Regions from separate parts of the Mus musculus genome. Here regions 1 and 3 are each linked to region 2. The links are chromatin contacts, called in public promoter capture Hi-C maps. All regions are on one chromosome and are shown on one strand. Each heading gives the region's core, a stretch centred on a gene start, on an enhancer-like site or on the middle of the called end of the contact. The rest is flanking DNA. Distances are from core to core; before and after follow the strand shown.

Region 1 (3,378 bases), core at 390-2,889, 1.9 Mb before region 2:
CACTATGCATGTTATAAGGTGTGCATTTGTCCTTGTTTTTCCTTTTGTGGAGGGACTAATAGTGGAAACATTCTCTATTCTCAAAGAATGTTCGTGAAAGTCAGACCCAAGCCATTTAACTTCTTCCTGTTTCTCATTGTTCACTTATCCTGTTCAAAGTTCTGTTGAAAGTTTAATCCTAAATGGTCAATCAATAACCATTCTTTGTAGTTCTTTGTTATTAGCCTTATGTTTATTAGTGTTTTTATTAGTTTTAAGCTACTAGTGATAAATGACTACACATGAGTGTGTGTCTCTACCATATTTAGAACATACTAGCCACTGCTGATACCAAAATCACATCCCTCATTATCTTAGTTAGGGTTTCTATTGCTGTGAAGAGACATCATGACCACAACTCTTATTAAAGAAAGCATTTAATTGGGGCTGGCTTACAGTTTCAGCGGGTTAGTCCATTTTCATCATGGTGGAAGTATGGCAGCACGAAGGCAGACGTGGTGCTGGAGAGGCAGCTGAGAGGTGTACATCTCAGATCTACAGGGAGCAGGAAGAGTGAGCCACTGGGTTTGGGTTGAGCTTTTGAAAGCTCATTGACACACTTCCTCCAACAAGGCCCTATCTCCTAATCTTTCACAAGTAGTACCACTTCCCGATAACCACGCGTTCGAGTATATGAGCCTATTGGGGCCACTCTTACTCAAATCACCACACTCATCTTAAAGATAAATAATAGTTTATTCTGGAGTCACTTCGAGTGACTACAAATTTAGGTTACCCCAAATTCCAAGTTCCAATGTGGAAACAGTTTCATAGTTTTACAGAACAAAGAAAGTCATAAATCAAAGCAAACTAAAAATACATTGGCGGGTACACAGAGAAGCAGTAACACTGAGACGGGGAAAACTTTCCTACAGGCCCAAGAAGATAGTTGACGACATTCTTAGCTTTTGGGTTGGTGAAAGCTACTACTACTACTAGCACCACTACTAGTACTACTAGTAACAACACACACACACACACACACACACACACACACACACACACACACACACACACACACACAGTTGATGTGAGACACCCCAAAAACTGAGAGCAGTTTCTTCAAGCGACATTCCACATTGGGGTTCTCAAATTCCTGCAGGAGAGAGTACCAAAACGTGCTTTTCGTAAAAACTGATAGCAAATGTACACGGTCTGCGTGTAGACGTAATGAACTTTGTGTATGCATACACTTTTTCTTTTTGACAGTGTGCTGGACGTGGAAAGATCTGTTCCTTTCCGGCAGAGCTATAGAACTGGGTTTCACTTCAAGAAGCACAGGCACAACTGAGATGAGACGATGCAGGTTTGGGGGCCTGGTGAGGCACAACTGAGATGAGATGATGCAGGTTTGGGGGCCTGGTGATGCCTTCTCTCAAAGCGCTGGGAAATGAGGGGGCAGCAAGTTTGGAAAACAAAACACTGATGGGAGAGAGTCATCTAACCATTTAGACACACGGTGGGGCAGTGAAGGAAGGTTTCCATCTGTTGGTGACTCGCTATTTTAAGTCAGAGTGGGTGGTTAGGAAACGGCGGAACCTTTGTCCTCAGCTCTCTGTTTCCCGCGACTCTACTCTAGCAGCTACACTAATGGACCGCCTCCTTCCCTTTCCCCTGGGGGCCCTATCCGGGTGAGTTCCGGAGTTTGTGACTCCGAAGTCCCCCCCAAAACCACGAGCGACGTCCCCTGTCTGTCACCGAGGCCCGTATCTCCATCCCGCACCGCGGCCGCCGCAACCCACGCTAGCGGAGCAGGCGGGGCCCCGTATCCACCGGCGCGTGCCCGGGTGCGCGTCCGACCCGCCGAGCTCGCGCCCCGCTTCACCTCCCAGCTCCCGTCCCAGCCGCACGCGCCGCGCCGCCGGCTTCCCCTCATCTTCCAGCCGAGCGGCCTCCAGACCCCGCACCGTTGGAGCGACCCGGGCGAAGCCCGAGGGGAAACCGGGGGAGGACGGGGCGGTCCTGTGCGCCCGGGTAGGCGGAGTGGCAGAATCACCTGAGACCGCCAGACAGCTCACTGCGTTCCCACTCCCGCTCGAGCTCCGCACCCGGACCGGTGGATCAGGCCCGGGAACCCGCGCCACACCGGGGAGGACCGGCCACAGCGAGCTAGTGAACATGGCCACACCGTTCCTACCCTCGGGGGCCACCACAGGCGACAGCGGTGGGGAACTGAGCTCCGGGGACGACTCTGGTGATATGGAATCCTTCCAGACCCCCGAGGCCGAGGGGACCCGGAGTTTGGCCGAGCTGTTTGAGAAGGCTGCCGCACACGTCCAAGGCCTGGTTCAGGTAGCCAGCCGGGAGCAGCTCCTGTACCTGTATGCCAGGTTCAAGCAGGTAAAAGATGGGTGGATGAGAGGACGTGGGCTGTTTCCTCCAAAAACTTAGTAGCAGATTGCGTGGCTAATGGTCGAGCGTAATGAAGTTTGTATGTGTGTGTTTGTTGTTTTTGTTTTTTACCCTGGAGAATAGCATCATTCTGGACATGGAATAATCTCTCTGATATCCAACGAATATTTATGTAGCCGGGCACTGAATGACAATGTTTCAGTGGCCTTGCCTCTGAACCTTTACAAAATGAGGATGATAAAATAAAATTTGGCATTCGCTGTTGCCAGAAGGACATGTGATAGGAAACATGGTAATGTTAATAATAAGTTTGAAATTTAAGAGAACATTACTGTGTATAAGATGCTAACAATATTACTATTATGATTCTTAGGAACTCTAAATATAGTTGTTATGTTTTTGGCTGAATTTGGTCCTGCTAGATATAGTCCCTCCACATTTTTAAAATTAAGGGCTCCATGCAGGTAACATGGAGGTCTGGTGATGAACTAACTCTCCACTCAGCTTCCTGAATCACTTTCATTTCCAAATAGAAAACCCAGGGGAGTAGGCAGTTTAGAAAGTTACATGGATATATCAGAATTAAAGTGTAGTTTTTGTCTCTAAAACTGAATTTTACCCGATAAAGTAAGGACAGGTTTGAGTTATAAACATAAGACTAATTTATCTTTCAAGGTTAGGTACCAGAAGGAAAGACTATTGCCTTCCTTCAGTGGACAGATACAGTTCAGCAGAACACTGGGTGTTCTGTCTATAGAGAATGCAAAGATGAAAGAACATCATGACACTGCCTTTAAGAAGCTTACAGGATTAGTTAAGGAATCTAGATGCAAATGTGAAAAGAAAATCGATGATTAGGAAAATAGGAAAACCCCAGCTCTTTGGAACTTTGAAAGAAATGACGTTCTGGATAGTAGTCTCTTTTATTTTATTAGAATAAAAAAATGCTTATGGTATAGTTACATATATTTCTCCTGAACTCTTTTT
Region 2 (3,056 bases), core at 198-2,697:
CCTACACACTCAGGACAAGCAGAGAGTACGGTTCAAGGAAAAGCTGTCGGTAAATCTACTGCTACCAAACACTTGAACTGGGGCTGGTGCAAGGGCTACGGCTAGGGCTGGGTGTCTCTCCCATCTCTGCCCCCCACCCACAACCCCTCGATTTTGTTTTGTTTTGTTTTTCATTCATTAGCTCATCTTCTACTAAGCTTTTTCATATCTTTCTCTCAACACTTGCTTCACACAACAGGAAGGAAATGAAATCCCATTCACTTGGTTTTGTGCCTTGTTCCATTCTACCTTCCTGAGGACTCAGCAGCAAGTGCCTTTAATTAATCACCTAAGAATTACGTCCAGATAGCTCAACTCTATAAACTTACTGTGGATATCTAAAGAGGTCCAAAGGAGCCTACTGAGTCACATAACCAGGCGCTATATATTGGATAAACTTGTCAAAAAGCATTTTCTGCAACAACAACAACAACAACCAAAAAAAGATGTGGACAGCTGACCTAGGATAGATGGGGGACTAAGAATGCATCGGAGCCCAAGGAAAGATGAGAAACGCCAGCCTCTGAGGCAGACGACTTGTGATCCTTACCGAACACCCGGACCCAGCTCTGCTGCTGGCACACTGACTCCAGAAGGATCCGATCCAGCATGCCACCGGCCACTGCTCCGCTGACTGGGACGACCGCGTCCAGATCCTCCGGGGGCAGCGGCGAGTCGGACTCCAGCCCCGTGAACATCTCCGGCCACGACAGCGCCTCCGCGGCTCCTCCGGACGACGGAGACAGCTCCATGGTGTCCCAGAGGGAGCAGGCGGCGGCGGCGGGGCGGGCTTCCCGGCTGCGGGAAAGGGACGACGGCGCGGCCACCAGCACCCGAACGGCTGCGGGCGCGGACACCGCTCACCTCCTTCCCCGCCGCCCACCGCCCGAAGGCCGGGCGCCGCAGCCCACCTGCAAGCGGAGGGTGGGACCCGGGCCGGGAGGCGGGTCCAGCGTGGTCCGGAGCGGAGGCGGGTCCCGGCTCAGGTGCGGGTCCGGAGCGGACGCGGAGCACCCGGGAGCGCGGGCTCACCTCCCGCCCCCACGCAGCCCTGCTCAACCCCCGCGGGCGCGTTCGCGGGCCGCCCGGGCTTGGGCTGAGGATGGAGCTCGGCCAGGCAGGGCTGGGCTCGGGGGCGTCGCCGCCAGGGGCCGCCCCCTCTGACCGGCTCCCGCCGCCGTCGCCTCGGGGGCTCAAAGCGCCGGCTCCCTCAGCCTGAGGGGCGCGCCCCGGCCCAGCTTCTGTCCGCCTGGCGTCGGCTTGCTCCCGCGGAACGCGCAGGCCGGCCCGCTAACTCTCAGGCCGCCGCTCCGGCCGCTGCTTGGGCTCCTCCGGCTCGCGCTCCTCTGAGAAACCCACAAGCCCGGCAGCCGCGGCGCTGGCGGCGGCGGCAGGCGGCATCCCAGGGTGATAGGCCGAAGCAATCGAGTGCCGAGCTCACGGCCGCGTGTGCAATCCAGTAACCGAGCGGAGGAGGAACTGCCGCCGAAGACAGCAAAAATCGGGCACCGAAATACTCAGCGGGCCAGGCCCGCCTACTTTCCTAAGACTATCCTGCTCCGACCGCCTCTCGGTGCGGGGATCCTCGAGCTGCTGGTGGAAGCAGAGACGGTGTTGGGGAGGCGGAGAGAAAACGGGGTGCGGGAAATTTAAAAAGATGGGAAAGGCGCTTCCCTTTTATCTTAGCCCCTATCCTGTTGATTTCTGGACCAATGCTTCTTTCTCGGACGAAGAACATGAAGACGCTGCTTTATCTAACAGTCACCTCGGAAGAAACGCCATGGTTCCTCCACAAGGGAGATCTGGCCCCGCGTCTTGGATCCTGAGATCTGTGCGAGATCCCGGCTTTGCGCCCTGTCCGCCCTGGAGCTGGATTTATCATCAGTTTAGAATAGCATGGCTACGATGTGTGGTGCGGATGGATGGACGAGCCCCGCAAGTACATGAAATGCCCCAAAGCCCCAGCATTAACCAAACAAGCTTCTCTTTTTTGCCTTTGATCTTTGCAATCTGTTGGCTTCTCTTCTAACAGTGTCACTTGGGTTTTATTTTTGGTCTATGTGTAAACTGTCTTCCTCCTTAACATTGGCTTCGTTTTGTGCCCACCCAAAGCGGGATTCACCAATCCAGATTTCAGAGATTTTAGGCATAAGTAAATAAATAAATAAATAAATAAATAAATAATAGTAATAATAATAATTTCGGGTAGAAATTTACCAATTTAAATTATGTTGACAAATCAGGTTTTTCAACAATTTATGAACATGGCTACTTCAAACCAATCAGGAATTTTTCATAATTAGATGATGCTAAAAAATATTTGGGGGAGGGTTTTTGTTGTGTCCCAGCCCACCCCAGCCCTCATTTCTCTCTACTTTGACCTTCTATAAGAGGTCAATCTAATTTTCTAGGTTTTAGGAATTCTCATGTGTTTTTGTGTTTTATGGGAGTTATAGCATGCATTTTATAATTTTCTCCCAAATTTTACATAGAGTAATAGCATGTTAAAACAAGAAGTGACTTTAAAGATCCTCTCACCCTTCCTCTTGTTTAACAGGTGCAGACAGGACAGTCCACATCACCTGCCAAAGCAGCCAGCAATGCAACAGGTACGTCTTACAAGCTCTCAGTGATACTGATTTCTTCAACTCTGATCCTTCAAGAACTCTGTGATTAGATTTGTTAATCTGGTGCTTAGCAATGAAGTAGAGTAATCCCTCCCGGTATATAGAAGCCCACTTGCTTGCTATCTGACTACAGTCAGCTCTCCAATTTTAATAAATGAGAGATAAGGAAGCTAGAAGTTACAGGACCCAGCCCTAAACAAATCTAGTGTTTTCTTTCTCCCTTCTTTCCTTCCTTCCTTCCTTCCTTCCTTCCTTCCTTCCTTCCTTCCTTCCTTCCTTCCTTCCGTTTAGTTTCAAGACAGGGTTCCTCTGTGTACCAGCCCTGGCTGCCCTGGAACATGCTTTGTAGGCCAGGCTGGCTCTGAACTCAAAGAAATAGGCCTGCCTCTG
Region 3 (3,510 bases), core at 547-3,046, 1.4 Mb before region 2:
CTTTAATTCATAAATGTATTAACACCATAAAAGGTTGATTCTATAGTATTGATGGTCTTAAAATAATACTATACACCAATACATGTCAGAAAAAAGTCTTTCATATTTATACAAAATTGTTTACAAACATTACTATCACTATAAGCACAAAGTTCTGCTATGAAAAGACAAGATACATATTTGTCTACATATACAATGTATTCTGGCATGACCTTCATATTCTGATTAAGGTGTACTAAGTTGAATGCAGTAACAGTTCAGATTTGTTGCATTTAATAGTTTGTCAATTTAGCATACAAAACCTCTTACACTTTCATGGGCTTGCAATAACTTCTAGTACAGGTCTAGGAGTCTCCCAAAGTCACAATCCCAAGTTATTAGCAGCACGCTGCCTTTTTAAAAAGCAGTATTTTAAATTAAGAAAGTTTTTAAATGGAGAGCAGTTTGTAGTATTTCATTATTGCCTCTTCAAAAATTCCCAGGTGCTAATAGTAGGTTGGTCTAGGATGGACTGTCCATTTAAATCTTTAAAATACAAGCGAAGGGAGCAGGTTAACATGGCAACACTAACGACTTCTCCAATTTCAAAACAAGAAACACCAGCAAAACAATTAAGTAGAGTACATGGATACCGACCACTATTCCTAAGGGCCTATTTTTTCCCCCCAAATGAAACATTTGTTACAACATCAAAAAATCCATTTAAAAAAAAATCTATACCTATTTGCAAGTTCCGAACTTGAAAACTAAAACCCTGGCAAATTTCTGCCTGTATCTGTGACATTAACTAAATATGATTTAGCATATTAGTCTGAATTTAAAAGAGGGGGGAGGGGAGGGAAAGTGACAACTTCCAACGTGTAAGGCTTGTTAAATGTCACCCCCTCTCCACCCAATCATGTGTGAATAAGCCGGTGGACTCCATTCAACAACTGCTGCTGGACTGGAGGTGATCAAAGTTTTCCCCATACTGCACTTTGAGAATATTACACCCAGGAAAAGGAACAGAAACTGTTCCTGACACTGGAGCTAGTGCCCCGGAATTTCCCAAAATATGCTCGATCTCCAAACGAAGAAGGGACACTTCGGAGACCAAAGGTGAGAGGTGGCTTAACTCTATGCAGACAAGAGGAGGGGCGAGGGTGCTGAGGGCGACACTGGCAGGTAAGCAAAGAAATCTTGTCTTCCGTGGGCACCAGTAGGTCCGGGAGCCCAGGTCTCAGGATGACCCTCCAGGAAAAGTCTCGGGACCCAAGGAGGGTCCCCGGGGGGGACGTCAGGCAGTGCCAGGGGGGCCCCGCCCCGCCTCTCTGGCCACCTCGGGGACCTGGGACCGCGGACAGAGACATCCGAGGCGGAGCAGGCTCCGCCAGGTCTCCCCGCAGCTCACCTGAGAGTGTCGCCTCCGCCCTCGGCTCCCACGGTGCATCCCGCGGGGCCTGGCGGAGGGTGCAGTGACGCCGCCCCGACCGGCCCCAGGGCTGCCCGGCCTGGCCTCCCCGCTCCGGGGACGCACCGGGTGCCCGCCTCGCCCCGGCTCCCGGGATCCGCCGGGCGGCAGGCAAGGAAGGAGAGGCGCAGAGGCGGCCTTCCTCTGCCCCGCCGCGAGCCCCCTCCCGAGCTGCGGCTCTCCGCAGTCCTCTCAGGCGCAGGTCCGGCCCCGCTCCCCCGCCCCGGGAGTCACTTCGGCAGCGGCGGCCCAGTCGCCATTACAGCTCAACAACTGACACGGAGGAGGAGCGGCGCCGGCGGCAGTGGCGGTGGCGGCGGCGCGAGGCAGGGCGGGAGCAGTCAGGGAGGGAGAGGGCGGGGGGGGGGGGAGAGAGACTCGCCAAACCTCGCGAGAACTGTCCGGAGACGGTTCCGCAGGAATGCAACCCTGGGTGAAGGCCAGCCATGTTGAGTGTGGCCGACGGAGGAGCGCGATCGGACCCGAGGCTAGAGGATGCGGGGAAGCCATCTTTGGTGTGGCGCTTTGGGAGCTCGGCGGGACTCGGGAGGAGCCAGAGTCTATCCGCAGAGGAGACCACCCCCTTCCCTTTGACGCTAATTGGGCCTTCTGGCTGAGCGGGTCACCCCCGAGCCAAAACACGCTGAGGACTTGACAAGGGTGACCCAGGGATCCGGGACCCGGCAGACGATTCAGAAGGAATCGTCACTCTAGGCGGATCGGAGTAACCGCAGCTTTGCGGCTGCTCGCTGCTGTCACTGCGGCCCTCTCATTGGCCAGGGGTTTACAGTTCTGTTCAGCACGCACACTGATGGCTTAAGCTCTTTCCAAAACAAGCAAAAACTACGTTTCCTTTCCCTTCGGTGTTGTGGTTTGAGAAGCCCTCTGGGGTCAACATATTTTCTCTTAGCTTTGTCTTTGTCACCAGCCTCCGCTTGGTGAATTTTATCGTCTGTCAAGACTGTAAAGGACAGCTTTTCTGCGAATAATGCCTGACACCTTCCGCTAGGTGCTCACTGCAGCTAAGCTCTCCACCTTCTGGGCTCCGATAGTTACTTTGCCTCGAAATTATTTCTCATCTAAAGTACCATGGGTGTCTTAAAGTCTCCTTTTTCTATGTATACCCAGTAGGGCCTGGCACAGTAACTACAACACTGTAGATGTTCAATAAATGTTCGCTACCTTGACCATATCAATAAAAGCAGACGACAATAACTGATCCTCCCCATAAGACAGCCGCGCCTCAGCAGGAACTACGTGAATGTACAAAAGTCCTGCACATATGTCAATGTATACACCCTCCCTGAGAACAGCACTTCAGCAAAGAATGAGAGTTGTGGAGATCCCGAGTACGCAAGCAGTAGCAAGAAAAAGATTTGAAAGGTGGAACTGCGGCAGGGAAATGGATTAGCAGGTAAAGGGAATTGCCACCACGCCTGGCGATCTTAGTTTGATCCCCGGACCCAGAATGGTGGACCAAGAGAGCAGATTCCTCTAAGGTGTCCTCTGATCTGCATTGCGTGCAGGTGCATGAGAAGACATGTATGATTACATACATACATACATACATACATGTAATAAAAAGAAAAGTGAAATTTACCTTTTCTCCAGCCTAGTTATTTTAAAGAACGTATCCAATCCCCTTATTGAGTTATGATTACTTTTTAATAGTGGGTTCTGAAACACTATCTGCCCAATATTATAGCACCAATCAATGGGAAATAATCTCCTTTACTCTAAAGCTAACATAGTTTCCCACCTCCTACGTTACCTCGTGATCAACAGAAAGGCAATGAGGTTTTTGTTATGGTGTCAGCATTGCTCTCTGCTATCAGCCTGAACTCCTGTTTTCATCAAATTTCCAGCATTGGTTCTCAACTGCGCTCTCTCTCTCTCTCTCTCTCTCTCTCACTCTCTCTCTCTCTCTCTCTCTCTCTCTCTCTCTCTCTCTCTCTCTCAGAAGATCCTGCAGGTTGGCATGGAACTCACAGTCTTCCTGAGTGCTAGGATCACAGACCTGCACCACCATGCCTAGATACTAGATAATCTCTCTTCTTTTT

What was found. Promoter capture Hi-C pulls out the DNA fragments that hold promoters and counts their contacts.
Region 1: a contact with region 2 is called in a promoter capture Hi-C map of pre-B cells, with 2.2 times the contacts expected there. The contact joins the promoter of Acbd6 here to the promoter of Rasal2 in region 2.
Region 3: a promoter capture Hi-C map of pre-B cells shows a contact between it and region 2, with 1.9 times the contacts expected there. The contact joins the promoter of Cep350 here to the promoter of Rasal2 in region 2. A contact is called at or near these places in 2 of 39 promoter capture datasets (cranial neural crest and pre-B cells), 2 of 484 Hi-C or Micro-C datasets (embryonic stem cells and pre-B cells) and 1 of 115 datasets of contacts at active chromatin or transcription factors (microglia).

The regions. Positions count from the first base shown.
Region 1 is chr1:155,556,481-155,559,858 of GRCm38.p6, forward strand. Acbd6 (acyl-Coenzyme A binding domain containing 6) reads left to right here and starts at 1,640. Exons shown (of 8, transcript NM_028250.3): 1 at 1,640-2,379. The coding sequence starts at 2,158.
Region 2 is chr1:157,411,148-157,414,203 of GRCm38.p6, forward strand. It overlaps Rasal2 (RAS protein activator like 2), which reads right to left and starts at 1,448. Exons shown (of 18, transcript NM_177644.5): 1 at 590-1,448. The coding sequence starts at 791. It overlaps 2810025M15Rik (RIKEN cDNA 2810025M15 gene), which reads left to right and starts at 1,205. Exons shown (of 3, transcript NR_027984.1): 1 at 1,205-1,978; 2 at 2,597-2,648.
Region 3 is chr1:155,971,459-155,974,968 of GRCm38.p6, forward strand. Cep350 (centrosomal protein 350) reads right to left here and starts at 1,797. Exons shown (of 38, transcript NM_001039184.1): 1 at 1,391-1,797.